Regions from separate parts of the Ovis aries genome. Here region 1 is linked to region 2. A link is a contact called in public Hi-C data. All regions are on one chromosome and are shown on one strand. Each heading gives the region's core, a stretch centred on a gene start, on an enhancer-like site or on the middle of the called end of the contact. The rest is flanking DNA. Distances are from core to core; before and after follow the strand shown.

Region 1 (5,539 bases), core at 2,978-5,477, 240 kb before region 2:
ATTCATTATTAGGTTTCACAACTGTACAAACAGTGAAGTAAGCTTTGGGAGTTTTGCAGTTGGTTGGTTCATTTACAGCATATCCAGGAAGGCTTGATAAACATGCATTTTCTGTGTGTGAAGGTTAAGTGTATCACTCTTTAGCAATCAGTTGACACAGATATAATAAAATAACTTCTCCCAGAGCTGTGTTTCAGCAATGAGCATTTCTAGTCCTGGACCCCTTCTCCACCATAGACCCCCACTTTAAGCATATAGAGTATGAATTCTTAAGAACCCTCCTTAAGATAAGAGACTCAGGGCAGAATTTCAGCTACAGTTTCTTCTGAACTGGCGTTAGTCTTTACAATAATGGTGTTTATTGGGCTAGGAAAGAGCACATTGGGTGCTGGGTTTCCTTTTCATGAGGGGGACCCAACATTTATGCATATATTGAAGGATAGATCAGCTATCTTCCACTCAGGAATTGCTACTACACTCCAAGTAATTTTAAAAAGCAGGGTCACAGCTCTGCAGTACGAGCATGAGATGACCAAGTTCTATGACGGACAAGGAAACCATCTACTTGTTGAAGTGTGACTCCACAGTGAGAACAGAACGAGGTGGGAGGGAACGTGGGGGCCCGGAGGAAGGCTGTCCAAAAGATACCTAAATCCAAGTCTATCAGACCTTGCCAGAGGAAGAGATGCCTGGCAATTCAAGCTGAATGATCTTGACTCGGTTGTTGGTCCAGTTGGGGCACTGTGTTCTTTGGTTAGAGGCAGAGGCATGACGGGCCAGCAATCCATCATGCTCTTGGAAGAACTCCTACATGACAACAGCAGGTGGTGAGGAAGGGCTCCAGAGCTTTCTGGGGTTCACCTTGAGAGCTCCCCAGCCTTAGGGAGGATGCAATTACTCAGAGCTTGACTCCCCCTGTGAGGGCCACTGAGGCAAGCCTGCCAAAGCCTACCTTTGCATGGAAGAAGAGGCATTGTTTTCTGTCTAAATGACCCCTGAGATGAACAGAGAATCAGGACACCTTGTTAGACTCAGGAACTTAATCTGACATCATAGCCTCTGGGAACAAGAACTGCCTGCCCCTGCATCTGCGGGGGCTTCCCTGCTGGCTCAGGTGGTGGAGAATCTGCCTGCAGTGCAGGGGACCCAGGTTCTATCCTTGGGTGGGGAAGGTCCCTTGAAAAAGGGAATGGCAGCCCACTGTACTGTTCTTGCCTGGAGAATTCCATGGGCAGAGGAGCCCGGTGGCCTACAGTCCATGGGGCCGCAAAAGAGCCTGAAATCGAAAAGCGCTCTAATTTTTGTTGAGTGATACCAAATATTTTACAGGCTTGGGTGGCTTCGAAGTTCCTTCTTTTTAAAAGCAGTTCTCCTGTTCTATTTGCCATCATATTTGCATGTTTTAACTAGTCATCAAAAAACATAGTCAATGACTTCTCGGGTTTGAATTTCTGTGGAAAAACTTCAAAATGCTATTGGAATAAAGAAAGAAAAAAATGTCAGGCTTTTCATAATCCTTAACAATTCCACTGATGAACAGCAGATGGGGCTACAAAAGTCACACAATTAAAGACATGGGGGAAAGAAAAGACCCTTTTAACCTAGAAACCAAATCACTCAGAACCATTTCAAAGTATAAATAAGGCTTTTCTTTGTGATTTAAAATGTCAGTGAGTCTATCCCTGTTGGAACTTCTGCAGAGTATCCCAGATAGCCTCACGTGTCACAATTAACTTACTTTTCAACTTGGTAGATTTTGAATTCCTCCTCCTGTGTTTATTCATGTTAGAATACAAATTTCTAGAAGACAAAAAAAAAAAAAGATATATAATTAAATTGCAGTGACCCCATCTTATCCACATATCTCAGAACCAGGAGAAAACATGTCTATGTCCACGTGCACAGCAGGCTGGCACACATTCAGGCACACAAATTCTTTAAATACTCATTTCTCACTAGATTTCATAGCCTGCACCATCAGAGGCTGAAGAAATTAATGTGTCAATGCAGACCATTCACAAAAGTGTGAAAACAAGGCAAAACGCAAAGGCTAGAGTGGAACCGGTCAGGCGAGTGTCCTGTTGGCAAAGGGCAGTGATGGCACCAGGAAAGAAAGGTCTCCCTCTGGCCTCAGCAAGTCCAGCAAACAGCCCCCGATTTCCTCTGGAAACAGGACTGAGAGCATCTCTGCTGCCGGAGGCTCACCTGGCTTCAAGACGTATTCTCAGCTGCATCCACGTCCATCCGGGGAGAGAGGTGAGCACGGAGCGGAGAGACCACTGTCACTTCTGGACAGATTCGGTCCACAAGTGTGTCAGGGATCTGAAAGCGGCCAGACAGGGCTGTCTACAGAGGTCCACTCTTCACCCAGAGGAAAACAGAAACGGGCTCCTGCCTCTGGCGAGGAGGAGCCGGCTGCCAAGTGAAAGCGGCGATTTTATGCTTGTGATATAGATTGGGGCAATTAACAAGTATAAGACGTTTCAAAATCAGCTTAAATCTGCATTTTATGTGTGCAAGTTTCCAGCTGCAACGGACCCAGGATAGCAGCAGAGGGAGGGAGCCGCAGCTGCCGTGGGCTTCGGAGGTAGCAGGCAGCTGTTAAAATAAAGAGCTAATGGTGATTAATCCTTGTGATGTGTTCCAAGACTTCACAAAGAGTTCAAGACCCAACCCTTCCCATGGGGGACAAAGCAAAGCAGGACGATTCCTGGAAAAAGCGGCTCCAAGGAGACCTGGCTGGATGGTGAACATCCCCAACCCGGTCATCTCAGTGTTCAGCTTTTAATTCGATTGAGTATCTTTACCAGCTCAGGTGCTCCAAGTATCTGCTAGGTCACACTTGAATAAGTTACATGGAGTGATTTTTTTTTTTTGCTCTGTCTCCCACTGTGGCCAAGCTGGGCGTTCATCACGTCCCCTCTTTGGGAAGCGTTGCTGCCACTTCTGGGGACAGGAGCCATCCTCCAAGGCCCAGTCTGGCCTCACCCAACAGCTTGGGCCATTTTATCATTTCCTGGTGGGTAGCAACTCTGTGCGTAGAAAGCAGCACCCCTAGGACGCCCTTAGAAAAGTCTTTCCAGAAACTGATTTTAACTTTTATCTCCCACTATGAGTACATCCGGGGTCAAATACCAGAATGCTAAGAGGCTCATTCATTTCTGACATTTTATGTAACTTGGACTTCTATAAAAGGTGGCTTGTTTTCCCTGTGTTGAACACAAAATTGTATGCTATATTCTCAAGGGGGAAAAGTGAAGTGAAAGTGAAGTAGCTCAGTAGTGTCCGACTCTTTGCGACCCCATGGGCTGTAGCCTACCAGGGTTCTCCATCCATGGGATTTTCTAGGCAAGACTACTGGAGTGGGTTGCCATTTCCTTTTCCAGGATATCTTCCTGACCCAGGGGTTGAACCTGGTTCTCCCACATTGTAGGCAGATGCTTTACCATCTGAGCCACCAGGGGGGAACCAGTGCAAAAAAAGTAGGATGCCACAAAATAAGAAAATTATATCAAACATAGCTAAAATAATATTTAAAGTAACAAGATGTTTACAATATAAATAAGAAAAATAAGAAAACAAATCTCCCCAATTTTCTGCAAAATATATCTAGGCAAGCATTAGTTCTTAAAGATATAAACTGAAGTTCAGGAGTGAGTAGCCCAAAAGTCAGAATCACTGATACTTCTCCACCTAGCAGTTAACTGGAAGGGACTGGCAGTGTCTTTATTTGCAAAGTCTTTTGATCGATTCTATCATGGAAGGTGATTCCAGCTTGAAGAAGAATGATCTGGCAATAGTCTTAGCCAGATACTGGACTCGAAAATCACCAAGAAGGCATCAGACAACCCTCCAACATCTACAGCAGGACTTGATACCCAAGTTGAAGCTTTTCAGACCCCGTTTCCTGAAGGAGCTGGAAGTCAGTATTTTTTTTTCAGAGTGTATGTTGACTTGCTAAGTGGGGAGGGGAAAGAAACACAACACAGGTGGTGACCCGGGCTGCAGAGACCGTGGACAGAGGCTCGGAGTTGCTCAGACGCAGCTGGGGATCCGGAGCGTGGGCTGGAGCGGGCACTGCGGAGCGCATCTGCTCTCCGACGGCATCTCGCATTTGTGTTTTTCTGCTCGCGCATTTTCTACATGAGATGCATTCCTCTACACAGGTCAGAACGCAGACGGGCTGGGATGCAAATGAGGCAGAAGAGTGACTGCACGGCTGTCGGCACGGCCTTCTGGCGTTGACATCAGTCCGAGGGCTTCACGGATGGAAACAAAGAGCGCTTGTGTCCCTGCTTCCTACTGAGGGAAGATCGTGTTGCTCGGCCCTCTCTCCAGCTTTGCTTTAGTTTTTAAAAAATGGAAGGAGGATTATTACAGAGTGGAAACCAGAATAAGTCCGAAGCCCCATAACAGTCCTTAGATTGCAGGAGCAAGAGGACCCAGAGGGTTGAGTCTGGGGCTTCAGAGGCAGCGGGCCCCTAGTCCACCGATGCCTCCAGGACCCACCAGGGTGGGGTGAGGAGCCATCCCCCAGCTTCTGTGTAAAGATGCTTTGCATTCAGCTAATTTTCCTCACAGCATCCCCGTGATCACCTGATTGTTACAAAGGGCAGGCAGTCTTCTGATTTAGCCTCTTCTATTTAAAATATGGAGGGGCTTCCCAGGTGACCCAGTGGTCAGGAATCCACCTGTCATGGCGGGAGACACAGGAGATGTGGGTTCAATCCCTCGGTGGAGAAGATCCCCTGGAGGAGGAAACGGCAACCCACTCCAGTATTCTTACCTGAAGAATCCCATGGACAGAGGAGCCTGGCGGGCTACGGTCCACAGGGTCGTAAAGAGGAACAGGACTTAGCGACTGAGCATGCCTGCGTTTGAAAATGGAGCCACAGCAAGTGAGCAAGGGTCGTTGCTCCTTCACCTTCCTCTGGGCACGAGGACCCTCAGCCTGGACGAGGCCAGTGCACATCCCAGAGCCATGAGTTCGAGGTCCCTGGAAGGTTACACTTTGGAAAAGGTAACCAGAGGGAGACAAGCAACTGGAGATACACTTAACCTTCAGCGTCCCTTGCTCGGACTTTGGGGGAGGTGGTGACTTTGGTGAGAAGGCATGGAAGGAGGCTTCCTGTGTCTCCTTTAAGGAGAACATCTCACCAGGTGGAGGGCAGCTGGGCACTGGAGCCCTGGCTCTGACCCGAGAGCCTACACAGCCTGCTGCACTCACGGGGGCGTCCCCAGGGCCGTGCAAGCTGGAACGGCAGAGGTTTCCATCCAGCCCAGAGTCAGGGCCCAGCAGAGAAGCCGGTCACAGCTGCTGTGCTCCGAAACTCTAACAGCCAAAGGTAGGGGGTCCTGGAGGGGTGCCAGGAACTGCCTGAGAGGTCAGGGGGAGGGGGGCATGCGGAAGGAGGCTGTAATGGGATGGCAGAGTGCCCGGGATTCATGGGGCATGAAAGGGGGGGCGACGCGGCACTGAAGGATTGTGGGGAGGCAGGAACAAGGCTGGAGAAATGCGGAGCAAACTGCGATGCACCCC
Region 2 (5,558 bases), core at 2,535-5,034:
CTACACACCACAAGATGGGCTGGGGCTGCTTGCAGCTTTCAAACGCTCCGCTCCTGAGAGCAAACCAGACAGGCCAGGATCACGCTGTGTGCACCTGTTGAATAGGAGTGACTTTCATTTCGGAAAAGCGCAAATGAGTCAGCTCAGGTGGGAGGGAGTAGCCTGGGCCTGGGCTACTCCCGGCAGAAAGAAGCCAGGACAAGGCAGAGGAAGCCTGTTTGGGTAAGACTGAGCGGCTGCTTGCAGGGTCAGGCTGGGACGTCCTCCCCCTCCCTGATGAAATAAGGACAGATGCACAGGCCTAGCCTCATCATCTCTGCCCTCCCCCTCCTCCCGGGGACCTCGGCTCCAGGCTCTTCCCTTGTGGCCCCCATCTGTCCAAACACAACCTTCACGTAACATCCAGCTAAGTCCAACTTCATCCATCAACCCTCCCGACCAGCCCAGACCATCACCCTTCTCCCTCTGGACTTTTCACCCATCATGTAGCTTCACATAGATGACCTTGACTCACCAGGAACCCTTTGGCATATCCTGACCTCCCAAGATGAGTTTAACCATTCTGAGGGCTGAAGCCATCATTTGGTATTCCCACAGGAGGTGGTTGTATAAGCTATATGTTGTTGTGTAGTCATTAAGGCATGTCCAACTCTTTGCGACCCCATGGACTACACCACACCAGGCTCCTCTGCCCTCCACTATCTCCCAGAGTTTGCTCAAACTCATGTCCATTGAGTCAGTGATGCCATTCAGCCATCTCATCCTCTGTCACCCCCTTCTCTACCCGCCTTCAATCTTTCCCAGCATCAAGGTCTTTTCCAACTAATCAGTTATTCGCATCAGGTGGCCAAAGTATTGGAGCTTCAGCAATAGCTCTTCCAATGAATAATCAGGGTTAATAAGCTATGTAACATAAGATATAAACTCCATCAGTATCTTATATATCATAAAAGTCCGAGAAATTCCTCTCGATTGTTTAGGAGGAAGTGAGAATCAGAACCAAAATTAAGGAACAGCAGAGCTTAAAAAGGATCTCAAAGAGGGTGTCCCTCAGCCCCTTGTCACACCAGTGAGTGTGGATCCACAGACTCCTTGCAGGGAAGAGGCAGAGTCCACCCAATGCTCTTTGCACAGATAAGGCTCTGAGAAGGTCTGCACTGAGGAAACCAGTTCAAACGCATGAGGCCTCAAATGGATTCTGGAACACTCCTCCCGCTTCCCTGCGAAACACTTTCTAATATCCTGCAGAAATAATGTTCTGCAAACACAATTAAGGCAGTGCTAGTCAAAATATTATCTAGAATAACATAGGGCAAAGTAATAGAACCAGGAGGGGAAATTACACAGTTTATCAATTCCTTGTTGGTCCAGTGACTACAAAACTATTAGGAATTCTCCTGGGAGGTAACTGCGTGCCATACATGAAGGTTAGAAAGTTCGCGCCAGATCAGAAACGGGGATGCGGGAGTCCAAGCCAGGATGCTAATCGTCAAACCAAAGCCTTTATGAAGCAAGTGGCTAGGAGTTACAGTCCGATTCAAGGTGAAGCTGGGAACCGGGGAACTTGAATCAAGGGGAAGGTCACTGAGACCCTCAGAATGGGAAAGTGGGTGAGTAACCTCTGCTCCATCCAGACTCCAGGGGCCTGTAGATGAGCCCACATGGCCTCTTGGCTTCTCAGATGGGGAAACTGAGACGCAGGCACAGCTCTGCCCAAGGTGTTCCAGGAAGAAAGGCCAGAGCTGGACCACAGACCTCCACATCCTCAGTTTGGGTTTCTCTGCCCCAGGGACCCAGTCGGGAGCATGAGCTGGTCACACAGATGTGGCCCGAGTTCAGGGCTGTGGGTTCAGCATCTGGATAAGCACACAGAGGTTCATCAGCCTGGTCAGACCTGGAGGTAGGTGCCACCTCCACCCACAGCTCTGTCTGAGCGGTGTCCACACCTTCTTCCCAGCCTGGTCCTAAGACCCCAGGGGATGAAAACCAAGACAGCATCTACACCTCTCTCCAAATCAGTAACACAGACCTTTGCAAAAGACAATCAGTGTGATGACAGAAAGGGTCAGGCACACCTTTCCGATCACGTTGCCACTAACACTCAAGGCATAAATGAGAGGGCCTGACCCGCCCGGCGCCCCAGCCACTCCTCTCTGGCCAGCTCGCCGGCTCTTCACACCAGGAGTCGTCACTGTCACCCCCCCGTGCTTTCAGGCCCCTCCCTCCAGCAGACCCCTCCTTCTGGGTACCCCACCGGGACCACCAGCGAGTCTCCAACCTAGTTAAAGTTACTCCAGCCTAGGAAGCTGTGTGTGTTGGTGGACTTGTTTTCAAGAACACCAGGCAATCAGGGCTCAGCAGAGTTCAGCCCAGCGAGGCCCAGGGAGGGAAGTGGGCACACAGCAGTCACGCGGTTCACACGTGGCAGAACCACCTGGGAACCCAGGAGCCCTGACTGGGACACTCAAGTTCATTGTAGGTACCCTGTACCTCCAGAGCAGAGGCTGGTCCTTCTTGGAACTTTAACTTCATGGACTGACGTACACACACCTATACGCGTGCACACTTTCACATGAGCACGTGTGTACACAGATACGCCGAAATAAAAGTTTCTATGTCACGCAACAACCTAAATGGAAGGAGAATTGGAAAAAGAACCGATACATGGATATGTATAACCGAATCATCTTGCTCTACACCTCAAACTAACACAACTTCGTTAATCAATTATCCTCCAGTATAAAAGTTCAAAAATAAAATAAAACTAAAAAATAAAATGTTTAAAATTAAAATGGTAAATAAAACTCAGAAAAATAGCACTTATCCTCATCACGAGCTATGAATTCTGGCGTTTCTTCGCAAGTTCTCATTCATGCATACTGCAAGACCCATGGTTGGAAGCGCGACTTGATACCCAGGCTCCTGCAGACAACTGGACTGAGACCTAGAGAGTTTTCACGGCTTCGCCAGCAGCCCACTGGTATGAAGGCCACTGTAACATCCTGACTTTTTCCCTTAACCCTAGCCCTGAACCCTAACACTGCATCCCGTGGCCCTCGCCCAGGTCTCCTGCCTCCTCCCACGCGTCTGAAATCTCATCCCTTTGGTGCCCGAGACACGCATTTGTCACAAGCGCTGACCCCTCTGTCTGCCCACCACACCCAGCTCAGGTGCCCCACCTGCCCTGGCTGGGCTCAGCTTCAGGGATTCCCAGGCAGATGGGTGGCCAGTTGTGGCCCAGGGAGCAGCTGCAGACAGCAAGACACCCTCCCCCGGGCACAGGGCCCTGGGTACGCCTTCTAGAGGAAGAGGGTCTCCCCAACCGCTTGGGGTTTCCTGGACACGCAGAGGCCTCCCTCCCAGGGCTCGTTCGCCAGCGCAGCTCTGAACCGCACCAGTGCAGGGGCAAACCGAGACCCTCCCATTGAATTGCAGGACCCAGCCCTCAGGCCTGGATGGTCTGTGGTGTTTGGGGGTCAGAGATGGCTCTCTAGATTACTTCTGCCCCTTGCTGGGGAAACAAAGCCTGAGAACCCACAGTGAGGACCACATTGGCGATCCCTGCGCTTGACAGCCTCAGCTCTGTGGGTCTCTGAGAGCCCTTGGCCGCCTAAGGAGACAGCAGAGACGGAGGGGCACCGCACCGGGGGCGCCAGGAAACGTCCAGGAGGCCTCCAACTCTCCTCCCCTCTTCCCGCCTGGCCAGGAGGCCCTCCAGGAGGAGGGGCTGGGGAAGGTTGGAGGGCCGGGTACGCGCGGTGCACCCCACACCTTGTGCAGCTTAAGAGTGCCATCTAGTGCCTGCAGGGTGCAACTGCGAGGGGCCGGAGCTCATCGCGGGCTGCACCTCAGGAGCCTGCCTCCTTCCCCTGGCGCAGCCAGCCTGCTTGGCCTCTGCATGATGGGTCACGGCCCGAGGTGCTCTGGCCTGAAGCGAGGGCACAGGGACGCCCCCCGCCCCGCACCTGCACCCCACGTGCACCACCTCGGTCTCTCGTCACCCAGCCTGCCGTCCCAGCCAGCCCGGCCTTGGCTTTGTGTGCGGCTCATGGCTGGGAAGGTGTATGCAGCGTGGACCTGAGCTGGTCAGAACACTAGCAGAAAAGAAAGGAAAGAGGTGAGAGGAAGAGAAAGCAAGAAGCAAATAAGGAAGGGAAGGAGAGAAGGAAGGAGGGGTGAGAACAAAGCCAGGACTGAGACAAATGAGTCTGCACGTGGCTTTCAGCTGGTTTCAGCCATGATGTCAGATTCCAGAAACTCGGTTCCATATTCAGAGGGTTTGAACCATGAGTACAGAAAGCATGAGCCCTTCAGGGAAAATGCCAGAAATTGTACCTGGCTACCCCTCAGGGCCTCAATCTCTCCATCTGTAAACCGAGACCTTTGGCAGCTCCCTGAATCCTGGCTCCGTGACCTCCCGACACGGTTCTCAGGCCTCTGCTCGCCATGCCTGCAACATAGCCAAAAGGCTCAGAAAAATGCCGGCTTCGAATTGCATCTCTCATCCCAAGTGTAGATTGAAAGAGTTTCATGGACGAGAACAAGACAAAATACAATTTTAAGATGGCAGAAAGGGGTCGTGGGGGAGGGTCCCAGTGGTTGGTACTGATATCCAGCCTGGAACCTCGTTTCTGTTTTTTGAAACAAAGTGTAAGGACAGCGGCAGGTGTCCTAGGAGGAAGCCAGGTACAGAGAGAGTGATGTGAGGGAAACCGTCTCCATTTGGCTTTCTTGGTCATGTGACTGGCACACAGGACGCCCCCTCCAATGCCAGGGGAGCCCCCTGAGTTGCGCCTGACGTAAGACCATCAGTGTCTGTTGCAGGCACTGGGAGAGAGCAGGCGCACTGACGCTGACGATTAGTAGTAATATCCTCTGATACTACTTATGCATGTATATCGTGGCGGCCTTGGAGACTGGAGAGATAAATGCATTTGTCTTCTTTTCTTGTTCTGATGAAAACAACCCAGGACATGAAGCTCAGGGGGTTTTGTCTAGGGTCACGCCAGGAGAACAGAGCCTGGGAATCCTGGCTCCGACCTTTGCCCTAAGCTCCTGACTTTTCAAGCTGCTCCACGTAAGAGAAGGACAGTTCTGAGAAATGAGCCCAATTGGCCATGAAACACGATATCTTAATTTCACGCAGGTAGTTTAAAACAAGCCTAATCCAGGTCCTAGGCCGAGAAATTTACTCGCTGCCCTGGATGGCTTCCACATTTAAACTCAATTTGTATTTGGAAGGGGGAAGGAAAAAAGTCTGCAGCCAGGTCTTAGGAAACAGTATACAAGAAGTCGGCCTTTTCAGCAGATTGGTTAAGTGGGTGTTTTTAATGCAAATTAGTTCAAATGGCTATCAAGAGTAATTATTGTAAAAGACAGGCAACAGTGTTGCCATCATCCTGCCCTCATCTGGTTCTTCTATAGTCTCCTTTAAATAACTTAGCCATAAAATTTCAATTGACCACCAGGAAAAAAAAAAAAAAGGTGCTCGGAGGCTGGCACGTGTCCGGTAGGGTGAGGGTCCCCACGACCCCGATGGAGCCCCCAGGCCTGCTCCT

The links. A called contact is a pair of places that touch in the nucleus more often than the background predicts.
Region 1: a Hi-C map of hypothalamus shows a contact between it and region 2, with 5 times the contacts expected there. The contact joins two enhancer-like sites. A contact is called at or near these places in 5 of 16 Hi-C or Micro-C datasets (hypothalamus, muscle, omental adipose tissue and 1 more).

The regions. Positions count from the first base shown.
Region 1 is chr22:47,386,394-47,391,932 of ARS-UI_Ramb_v3.0, reverse strand. No RefSeq gene overlaps it. Among named protein-coding and RNA genes, the nearest start is that of TRNAS-GGA, 68 kb to the right of the region's middle. Within about 2 kb of position 4,227, at least 3 of the 54 cell types and tissues checked have an H3K27ac peak or open chromatin away from gene starts, as enhancers often do. A contact at or near this core is called in hypothalamus, where this site is marked.
Region 2 is chr22:47,144,042-47,149,599 of ARS-UI_Ramb_v3.0, reverse strand. No RefSeq gene overlaps it. Among named protein-coding and RNA genes, the nearest start is that of MKI67, 120 kb to the right of the region's middle. Within about 2 kb of position 3,784, at least 1 of the 54 cell types and tissues checked has an H3K27ac peak or open chromatin away from gene starts, as enhancers often do. A contact at or near this core is called in hypothalamus, where this site is marked.